2 separate regions of the Mus musculus genome follow, and region 1 is linked to region 2. The links are chromatin contacts, called in public Micro-C maps. All regions are on one chromosome and are shown on one strand. Each heading gives the region's core, a stretch centred on a gene start, on an enhancer-like site or on the middle of the called end of the contact. The rest is flanking DNA. Distances are from core to core; before and after follow the strand shown. Region 1 overlaps Ppfibp2 (PTPRF interacting protein, binding protein 2 (liprin beta 2)). Region 2 holds the start of Syt9 (synaptotagmin IX).

Region 1 (4,821 bases), core at 1,061-3,560, 290 kb after region 2:
CAGGGGTAGGTGCTCACAGACGATGCAGCCGGAACCCCTGAAAGTCTGGAGCAGTCTGTCTTGTGATCGAATTTGAGTTGGTTTCCAGATAGGGCAGCTTCCTTTTCTTTGTGCTGTGCTGATGTACAAGTTGATGCTGTTCAGAGGGTAGAGATATAAGAGCTTCACACCAGACAGTTCTGAAGCCAAGAAGAGAGGTGTTTCTTAGAGGCCTGATAGGTAGCACAGGCAAGAAAGGCTTGGTGCCACTAGATATGCTTCTGAGACTTCTGGCTGCACCTCAAGAGGGCTTTCATGTGGTCTGCAAGGGGCGTGTCTACTTTTCCATACCTGCTTGGTTGGCTGGGTAGTTTTCTTGATGTGGTCAGCTTGGCTGTGTGTGGAGCCTTCTAAAGAGATTAGCCATCCAGAGTGGCATGTTCGACTAGGGGGAAGAGGCACGTTTGCTAGTGTAGAGCTGATGTGAGCCCCAGAGCCAGCAGTCTCCAGATGGAGCAGCTCTGGTTGTTCCTCTAACATTCTGTATACACCCCTCTTCTGCCAGCAGCTGGTATAGCCTTTGGATACTATGGCTATGGGCCAAAGAGATCCTTGGTGAAAGTTCAAGATGGAGTCAGAGAGGGAGCAGGGGAGCCCCCGGCAACAGCAAAGCGAGGGCAAGTCAAGGCAGGATTGTAGGATGTGAGCCAGTGGTTGGCAGAGATGCTTGCTCCAAGAGGCTGCTGTTCTCTTTGGAACTGGAGCACATGCGCATCCCCAACCTCCACCCCAGGAGCCCACGCTTTCCTTTGTAATACAGCAGGTGTCCAGGTCAGTTAGCCTAGGACCGGGAAAGCAAGCTGAACCTAGGCAAGGTGGGGTTAGGAGGTAGAAGGACTTTAAAAGGCCAATGCTTGGTCCTCTTCTGTACCCTGAGACTCAGTTTCCTACTGGAAGTGATATCAGTTTAGTTTTGGTATCTACAAGATCTGGCCTAGCTAGCTTGGCTCCTCTTCTCTCCCCCTTCTCTCCCCTCCCTCCTCTCTCTTTCCCTTTCCCTCTCCCTTCCCTTCCCTTTCTGCATGCATGCATGCTTGTATATATGTATTATGGAAAAGGGTTTCATATTCAGGCTAGACCTTCACCTCACCGCACAGCTATAAATTAGCTCAAAGTTTTGATCTTCACGCTTCTACCTCTTTAGTGCTAGGGCTTTAGGCCCATGTCACCATTCCAGGGTTATGTGGTGGTGGGTATGGTAGGTTTTGTGTATGCCAAACACTTTACTAGCTGAGCTGTGTTTCCAGCCTCGTGGATAAGTATTTTGTCCAGTGTTTTATTTTTACTCTGTGGACGGGGGTAACAGGCCTCCCTTAAAATAACAGCCTTGGTCTTAGTCCACACTTCTTAGTTTTCAAAGTGGAAACAGTTTAGGGAGTTTCAACTGAGGCCTGCATCTTAAGAACTGTGCAAAGACCTGCCTCAGCTGTGCATTCTGGGAGGCCTCACATAGGGTATGTGTGCATCTCTGACATCTTAAGCCCATCAATGCAGGCCCCCTCACATAGCTTTTGAGCTAGTCTTTCAACAAAGAGAAAGGCCTTGGAAGGGGCCTGCTTTTGTCTTGTCACTGATGGTGGCTCCTTCCATTGCAGTTCTTCAGACAAAGCTTTTCTCTTCGCCACATTCACTTTGCAGTTCTTCACTTGGCCAAAGAAGCAAATCTGTTTTCCATATTGGAAAGCTGGAGGTGGTTCAGGAGAGGTAGGAGAGAAAGCGGCCTCACTGGCTGTAAAACATGTGAGCTTGGGTTTCTCTAGCCATGGGATTCATTTCTCTGTCACCGGTCTCCAGCAGGACCAAAATACAGGTCTGGGTATGTTTATACTGAACATTTTTACATTGTTTTGTTTTGTACATTGTACAAAACTGCAGGCTGGAGATTTGTAGGGAAACCTTTCCTCTGGGTTTAAAAAAAAGAGAAGATTGGGATGCCCTTCAGTGGATTATAGCTTCATAGTAGTGTGCATGCTTAGAATGTAGGTGGTCTTGGGCTTGATTGTCAGTGTATACACACACACACACACACACACACACACAAATACACACACAAATATGCATACACATATGGGTAGGAGGATATTTAGTTTTGTAGAACAAAAAAGGTGCAGCTAATGTGAGCTAATTTCCGGTCTGTGTTTCATACCTCTCCAATGGCAGGTGTAGTGTGCGGTTCAGTGAGCTCTCAGACATAAGTAGGGATCGGTGTCCTCCCACCCCAATCGCTGGGCAGGGCCTAGTGGACAGTGTGCAGTGGTGATACTTTAATTCACGTGCAGTACTTTGAGAAGCCAGTAGGTGGCAGGCAGTGACAAAAGCTGGAATGTCTGAAGGCCAAGGACTAGGAATCAGGTAGTAGATTTTATAAGAGAAAATAGTTTGAATTTTTTTTTTTCTTCCTCCTGTGAGGTTGCTGAGCAGTGCATCTGGGTCTGTCAAAAACAAGAGTTCTTTCTCATTTTCTTTAGGAAACAGAGGACAAATAGCTGGCAGAGCAGGGTCCATTGTGGAGCTGGGAAGGAGAGACGGGCTGCTGAGGCCTGAGCTTTGGAGCATACATTTGACCTTTCCTTTGTTCCACCTCTCCAGGCTCCTTGACCTTTTTGCTATGGCCCAGGAGGAAGGTTCTTCACATTCCAGGAGGCGTTTCCTGGGCCACATGGTGTCTGTCTCGTGCCTTGGGGGCTTATGTACACAGTTTTTCTGGCATCACAGATAACATTGAGGGACTCTCAGTTACTGCAGATTTAATGGTATTACTTTTTTTTCCCTTGTTTTTTTTTTTTTTTTTTTCCCCCTGCCTCCCTAACTAAGCAAGTAAATTCTGGCAATCTGGATCCTTTCAGGACCTGACCAGAGAGACTATTCCAGCCCGCAGGAACCAGTGTTTATAAATGGCCAAGAATGTGCAAACACTGGTGAAACGGCAAATAAATCTTTCCCTCTGAATTTCCTGCTTCAGGCCCAGGGGATGTGGTAGGGGGTGTTGCCAGATTACCTTGACTTGGGGTGTAAGCATGTAGACACCCACTTACCCTCAGCCCGCAAACAAGGCCTGTGAGATAGACTAACCCCGAGCCTTCTGCCCCTTCAGCACTGCTGCGGCCAGCCACAGGATGCCTTCTCTCAGTTCTGACTTCTCTGAGAAACTTCTGGAAGTGGGTTTCTTATTTTGTACTACTTCAGGTGTGGTCCTGGGACCAGCCATGTAAGTGTCTCCCTGGAAACTTCTTAGCAACGTGCAATTAAATCCAGGCTCCATTTCTACCCCGCTGGTCCAACTTGGCATTTTCCCTACAAGCCCCTCCAACCCAGGCAACTCATTATAGATGGGGAAGCTTGGTGCTATCCCAGAGGCTGGTGAGCCTGTATTTGGCCTATTGCCTGTTTATTATGCCCTTGGATCAGCTAAGAATGATTTTCGCATTTTAAAAACTGATCAAAACCCGCAAGACTATTTTATGACGTGGAATGATAAAAACATCAATTTTCTGCATTTATAAATGAGGTTTAAGGGAAGCTCAGTCACAGGTTAGTTAGCATTGTCTGTAACTACTTTCATGCTACAGATAGCAGTCAAGTGTGATAGAATTTGTCTCTTGTCCTGACGCCTCCTGCATCCCCCTGAAGGAGCATTCCCAAGCTCAGGCCAGATGAAGCCAGGCTGCTTCTCTTAAGGGGTGTGTGTGTGTGTGTGTGTGTGTGTGTGTGTGTTTGTGTGTGTGTGTATTGTGAATATTATGAATGCACTTGTGGGCTTATCTGATTTATTTGACCAGGATGACCTTTGAGGTGGGTGTGGGGTAACTGGGTTCACCTGCAGTTCTGTAGGGAGCTCTGGCTGAGCCCCTGGGGATGTCCGAGTTGTAGATACCTAAAGTCCCTGTTCAACCATCTCACTTTTCCCCAGCCCAGTCCTTCCTGCCAGCCTCCTGTGCATGCTCTGCTCCAGGTCCTTTGGAGTGTGAGTTTCGTGGACTCGGGGGTTGAAATGAAAGAAGTAAAACATGCTGAAACAGTTAGATTCAGGCAAGAGCTGCTGGTTTTGGACATATCAAAGTGCCAGGGGTTTTGCTGAGCTCCCCCGCTTTCTCCCTCTTCTTTCCTCTCCACCTTCCCCTAGTCCATCAGACACCAGTTGAGTTACTAGGCAAAGAGGCGATTACACCCTTATTGTTTTCTAAGTAGAATATTAGTTTTTGCTAAGCTCTCTGTTTTGAGCCTCGTTATTTCATTCTGAGAATGCTTAAATCCTTTCTGTGTAACAAGAATTGTACTTGGCATGAAGTTAAAAGAAATTAGTCAGAAATAAGATGCACTTCGCACAGTGTGGTACGGTGGAGCCTTGTACACCATCATCTGTGGTTTGCCATGGGCTGGAAGTCCCTAGGGTCTAGGGAGGGACGCTCTAGCCAGCAATGGGAGGGTTGGGATGCATCAGGAAGGAGCTGAGGAAGAGTAGTCGGGGGATGCTGTCTGTCCTGCTGCATCTGAGCCACCTCTCCCAGGAGGTAAGGTAGGGGTTCATGAGAAGTAACTTCTTACGGCGGCGTCATTCCTGACTCTAGCAAAAGTAAAGACAGGCACTAAGCCCCTCTGCAGAAAGCACAAGTTTCCCTTATCCTCAGGGACTTGGAATCACTCCAAATCAGCTCCCCAGCCTCTGCACACCTTTATTATATACTGTGAAAGATAAGTCTTTATCTACTCCGGGCAGGAAGTACATTTCATTTGTCTTGGTGCGGAACAAGTGTTTGCTTACCTAATGCATTTCTTCATTTG
Region 2 (5,104 bases), core at 1,007-3,506:
GCAGCTCTAGGCTAACATCTATGTGCCACTAGAGACCCACATATGTCCCAGGTATGCTTTTGAATCTGGGGAGATTTCAGAGGGTTTTTTATGTTGTGGTTTGTTTTTCTGTTTTATTTTAGGGTGCAAATTGTTTTTCATGTTTTATATTTTGAGTCTTACTGTGTATCTCTGGCTAGCTTGAAACTTGCTATGAAGACCTGGCTGGCTTTGAACTTGAATGAATTCTTCTGCCTCTACTTTTCTGAGGACTGAGATTACAAGTTTGGGCTACCAAACCCAGCACCCCTCTTCACATGTTGCTACTTTTCTTTCTTTCAGATTCTATCCATTACAGTCTTCCTAATATTTAAAATGCCTTTCAAATTTGACTGTTTCCCAAGTCAGCATTTGCTTCTGTCTGGTCTAGGCTATCACCAGATTTTAATCTCTTCCAGTTATTACTAACGGAATTCACAGCTTTCAGCTTTCTGACATCATCTCATAAGAGTTACACTGCTATTGGTTTGAACAAGCACTTCCCCTCTTCATACACCATCCTTCTCTGCGTCATGGCCATTGGTGGTCCCCCCTCCACCCTCCCCCCCTTTGGAAGAGCACCTGCTCAGTCTCCTGGACTGGCTCGTTCTCAGCTGGTTCCCTCCTTCACAGTGTGCTGTGTTTGTCTTAGGTGTTTTTGTTTGTTTGTTTGAGGCATGTGTTGCCCAGACTACTTCAGAATGTAGCCAAGGATGACCTTGAACCTCAGAGCACTCGGATTGCAGGCTTATGCCACTATACTGGGTTTGTTTGTTTCTAGATGAAATCCAGAGCCTTGAGTATGGTAGATAAGCAACTCTTCCAATTAATCTGCACCCCAGCCCTGGGCCTTAGTTTTAAAGGAAAAAGTTTAGGAAGTGGGGAAAAAAAAAAAAAACCAAACAAACTAAAAATAGAAACCCAAAATAGACTCTACGTGCCTTTCCACAGCTATCTGGATTTACCTTTATAACTACAGCTGCCCATTCTCTATTACTCTAATATAAACTCCACCAAACCCAGCACTGCTCACCACACAACTTCAAGTTTTGTCTGTTGAGCAAATATTCCTTATTTGCAATATGATTCTTAGACAGCACATCCTTATGGGTAAGAGTCCTAGCTAATTGTTCTAGAATGAAGTTTGACATTAGGATTACATAAATATGTAAGAGAATCAGGGAGAAAGAAAAAGAGGAGCGGGTGGATGAGAGGCAGGGAGAGAGAGGGTGGGGGAGAAGTCTCTTATGAACTTAGGCAAGTACCACCTCTCTTGAGTCTGTTGTTTTAGTGGCAGCGTGGAGATCACACACACACACACACACACACACACACACACACACACACACACACGTTTAAGGCTCTCTATCTAGAGAATTAAATGAAACTATACAAAAGGCTGTGGCACAGTGCCTTGGGCACACAAACAAGCTAAATAATTTGTGGTTATTTCTGGGCTGAGTGCCTAAAAAAATGAAGAGATGGGTAGATGAGAGGTGACTGAGGTCTTTCCAAACATCCACAAATTCTGGATCCTCTGTCTCCTGTGCCAGGGAAATGCTGGCAACCTTCGCATTTCCAATCAGCTTCTTAGAAAACCAATCAGGACCTGCAAAGCTCCAGGTGAGCCTCAGCGTCTTTCCGGAGGGCCATACATCTGTCCTCATTTCTTATCTGAGCCTCCACCTTCTCCAAATCACCATCACGCTGTGCATCCATTCTTTGTTGGAAAATCTTGGCTCTAAACCCCGCATTTGGGCGCGTGACACCCCTGGGCCCGCGGTTTCTGCTCAGACCGCGCTTTCCAAGTTTAAAGAAGGTACTGAGATCTCGGCAGGTGTAGTCTACCCTCCAGCCTTCGCTCCATACAACCGAGAACGTGCTTTGGACCCACGCGTGGCTCCAGAGCCCTGAGGGATGCTAGGTTTGCATCTGGGCGGAGAAATGGGGTGCCAAGAGCGTCTAGCACGCGCACCAGCTCGTACTTCCTGATCCTGGGCGCGGCCGCTCACAGCGCAGGGTCCGGAGCGGAATCAGGCGCTTCTCCTGCAGTGGGCGAGCGCCCCCGTCCCGGGTCCCTACCTGGCGCGCCTGCTCTGCGGCGGCCGCGGCAAACCCCCGCCCGCGGCGCGCACCCCTGACCCGGCCCCGCCCCCGGCGGCCGCGAGTAGCGGGCGGAGCGCGGAGAGGCGCGCTGGGCTGTGCGGCGCCGCCTCCCCTCCGCGCCGAGGGAGGGACGAGGGGCCGCGCGGGAGACGGAGAAAGCCCGAGCGAGCGGCTCTCCGAGAGCTGCATGCAACCGGTGGGAGGCCGACCCGGCTGGCGCTGCGGCTCGGGTGGGGAGCGCGGACCGGCCGGTGGCGGCGGCGGCGGCGGCAGCTCTGAGCTGGCAGGCGGAGGGCTTTCTCCCGCGCCCGCCTGCCCGGCGCGGTCCGAGGATGCGGGGGGGCGATGCCCGGGGCCAGGGACGCGCTCTGTCACCAGGCGCTGCAGCTGCTGGCCGAGCTCTGTGCCCGAGGGGCCCTGGAGCACGACAGCTGCCAAGATTTCATCTACCACCTGCGGGACCGTGCCAGACCCCGGCTCCGCGACCCAGGTAAGCGCGGCCGCCGCCGCTGGCGGGCGCGACTCGAGGGCCCTGAAATGGGGACTTGGGGACCTAGCCAGGGCCTGAGGCAGGAGAGCGACGCAGACTGGAGGAGGGCAATGGGTGACCATTGAGCCCAAGTAGGTCTCCACAACCAGCGCACCACGGCCTGATGCTGGAACCCGGCGAACTCGGGCGGAGGCTGCCGCGCGGAGGCCGAGCCAGGGTGGGCTGGGGCAGGCTTGGAGGAACCACGCCCGCCACCTGCGCTGGGCTCCTGGGGGCGGCTCCTGAGCTCGGGGCTGCGCCCGCCACTTCACTCGCGAGCGCCCGGGAGCCAGGCGAGGCCACGGAGGCCTCGGAGCTGGGAGTGGGATCTGAGAGCCAAGGAAACTCTGTGAAGTTGGGAGTTTGGCACAGCCGGGCTGATTTCCACCCGAAGCTGCTCAACCTGAGTGCCCAGTTTCCCCCCAGGCTCTACTGTGGAAAGGACCAGACAAGATCTTGTCTGGGGCCGGGCCCCAGAGTCACACGACTAGAGCGGCTGGGCCTGAACCCTCTCCTTTCATGTCTCAAGGTGCTTAGGCAATGAGGCCTTGGCTCCCAGTTTGTCTCGCAGTGATAGCTTGGCACACTAGAGTGGTGGGCTTGCTGCAGCTGGCAGTTGTCCTAGTGAAAGTTGTGAGGCTCCTAACTTTGTAAAGTTCGCTTACTTTGGCATCTGACCAATTAAGGTCAGAGGAAGGTGTTTTATTTGAGCAGTTTGCAAGTCCTACTGTTTTCTTACTCATCATTGGGCACTGGAAAGATGCATTCATTCCTTTTGGATATTTCCTGAGCATCTTCTAGGCTGGAGGACTCATAATCTCGAATATTTTTCCAGTCTAAGTGTTTTAAATGTTAAAAGGCAAATCATGGTTAGACTGTTAAAAGAGGGATGAAAGAATGGCCTTTGCCTTGATGTTCCTGTGTGCAGACATTGGCAATAAGCAATTGCTGTGCAAACAAGTAAATGTGAGCATTTCTCATTTCAAGCCAGTTCATTCTATAAAAATACATTTACAAAGGATAAAGAGTGACTTGACTTTTAACTAGGAACGAGCCCATTTAAACAACCTACCTTTAATAGGACAATGCTCAGTGTGTGTGGCAAAGGCAGGTGTTAAAAGTTTGTCACATTTTTCTGTACTCAGAGGATCTATTTTTTTTTCATGCTCATGGTTACATTAATAAATTTCTCAAATGATCTCCAATCTTTTACTCCAAAGGGGAGAATTAAGTGGAGAACTACAGATTGCAGTGATTTCCCTGGAGGCTTGGTTGTCCAGCTTCTGAGTGGCTCTTTGATGGATGAGCGTGTGCCCCACAGACCACAGATATGAATGGAAGTGCCTCACCTCCCCCCAGGAATCCCAGAAAGATGCTCTGAGTGTGGGGTGTTCTGTGCTTACATAGCAGGACCAAGCTCATTATTAACACACTTTTCCCAAAGCTCATGTTAGTACTGACACCTCTCTTTGTGTTCCTGCCCCTGTGAAGCAGATTTTCCTTGTTATCTCAGACAAGTTGTCATCTTTGGCTTTACAAGAGAAGGGGGATGCAGCCTGTCTCTGAATTGGGCTTTAATAAGCCACATCTTTCTGGTCAGTTCTCTCTCTCTTCCATTTAATGAAGTGACTGCTTCCCATGTGCCTAGACTCTCCCAGTTTCCACACTGGGTGGGCCTGAAGGAAGAGTCCCAAGCATACTCCTTACAAGAGGAACTCTGGTTCCTGAACTGGGAAATTGCTTTCAATGACTGTCTTGCTGTTCCCTGACTTCCTGAAAGCTGTGTTCTGCTTAAACTAGGGCACATGGCTTTGAGGTAGCTCCTGCCCCTCTGGCTCTTTTCATTGTGTCAGGAAGTAGCCTGAGCTTGAGACAGGAGAAGGGCCCTGAAATTAAGAAAGTGGGAGGAATTTATAGCCAAAGATGCATTTAACACACCACCCTCTCTTTCAGGGCACATCTGCTCAGTCCAGACCTCCCCATCCCTCTCCCTTCCTCACCTTGCTCACAGTAATTCTTACATACATCTCGTGAGTGCATGTCCTTTCCTCTGAAGCTGTTCGTGCAAACCAAGAGTGCCCTTAATCTCTGAGCCCTAAAGATGAGTGGCTGAAGAGGCTGCACTGCGCATGCTAGGTGAACGGCTGTTGGGTAGTTTGACCCAGAACAGCTATGGACAGCTGCCCTGATGGGTCCCCAGAGAGTCCTCTCTGTAAATGGGTGACTTCCTTTTCTGTGAAAGAACCCACGAATGCCACGTTGCAGCCTTGTCTGCCTGATGCTTATCCATGGCTCCCCCATGGTGGCTGTTTTCTCAAGCGCCATTAAAGATTTGAGTTATAAAGGGAGAAAACAAGCAATTCCCAGCAGAGTGGCACTGCATCTGGGATGATTTCCCCCCTTTTCAGAGATGGGGTAAGACAGGCTCACAAGCCAGCGGACTTGAGGCAC

Evidence for each region. Hi-C and Micro-C count contacts between places; a contact is called where the count stands out from the background.
Region 1: a Micro-C map of embryonic stem cells shows a contact between it and region 2, with 2.4 times the contacts expected there. The contact joins the enhancer-like site here to the promoter of Syt9 in region 2. A contact is called at or near these places in 4 of 484 Hi-C or Micro-C datasets (Sertoli cells, cerebellum, cortical neurons and 1 more) and 2 of 115 datasets of contacts at active chromatin or transcription factors (astrocytes and embryonic stem cells).

Annotation. Positions count from the first base shown.
Region 1 is chr7:107,659,066-107,663,886 of GRCm38.p6, forward strand. The region is part of intron 3 of Ppfibp2 (PTPRF interacting protein, binding protein 2 (liprin beta 2)); the gene reads left to right. Among named protein-coding and RNA genes, the nearest start is that of Ppfibp2, 66 kb to the left of the region's middle. Within about 2 kb of position 2,311, at least 36 of the 459 cell types and tissues checked have an H3K27ac peak or open chromatin away from gene starts, as enhancers often do. A contact at or near this core is called in embryonic stem cells, where this site is marked.
Region 2 is chr7:107,368,534-107,373,637 of GRCm38.p6, forward strand. Syt9 (synaptotagmin IX) reads left to right here and starts at 2,257. Exons shown (of 7, transcript NM_021889.4): 1 at 2,257-2,614. The coding sequence starts at 2,470.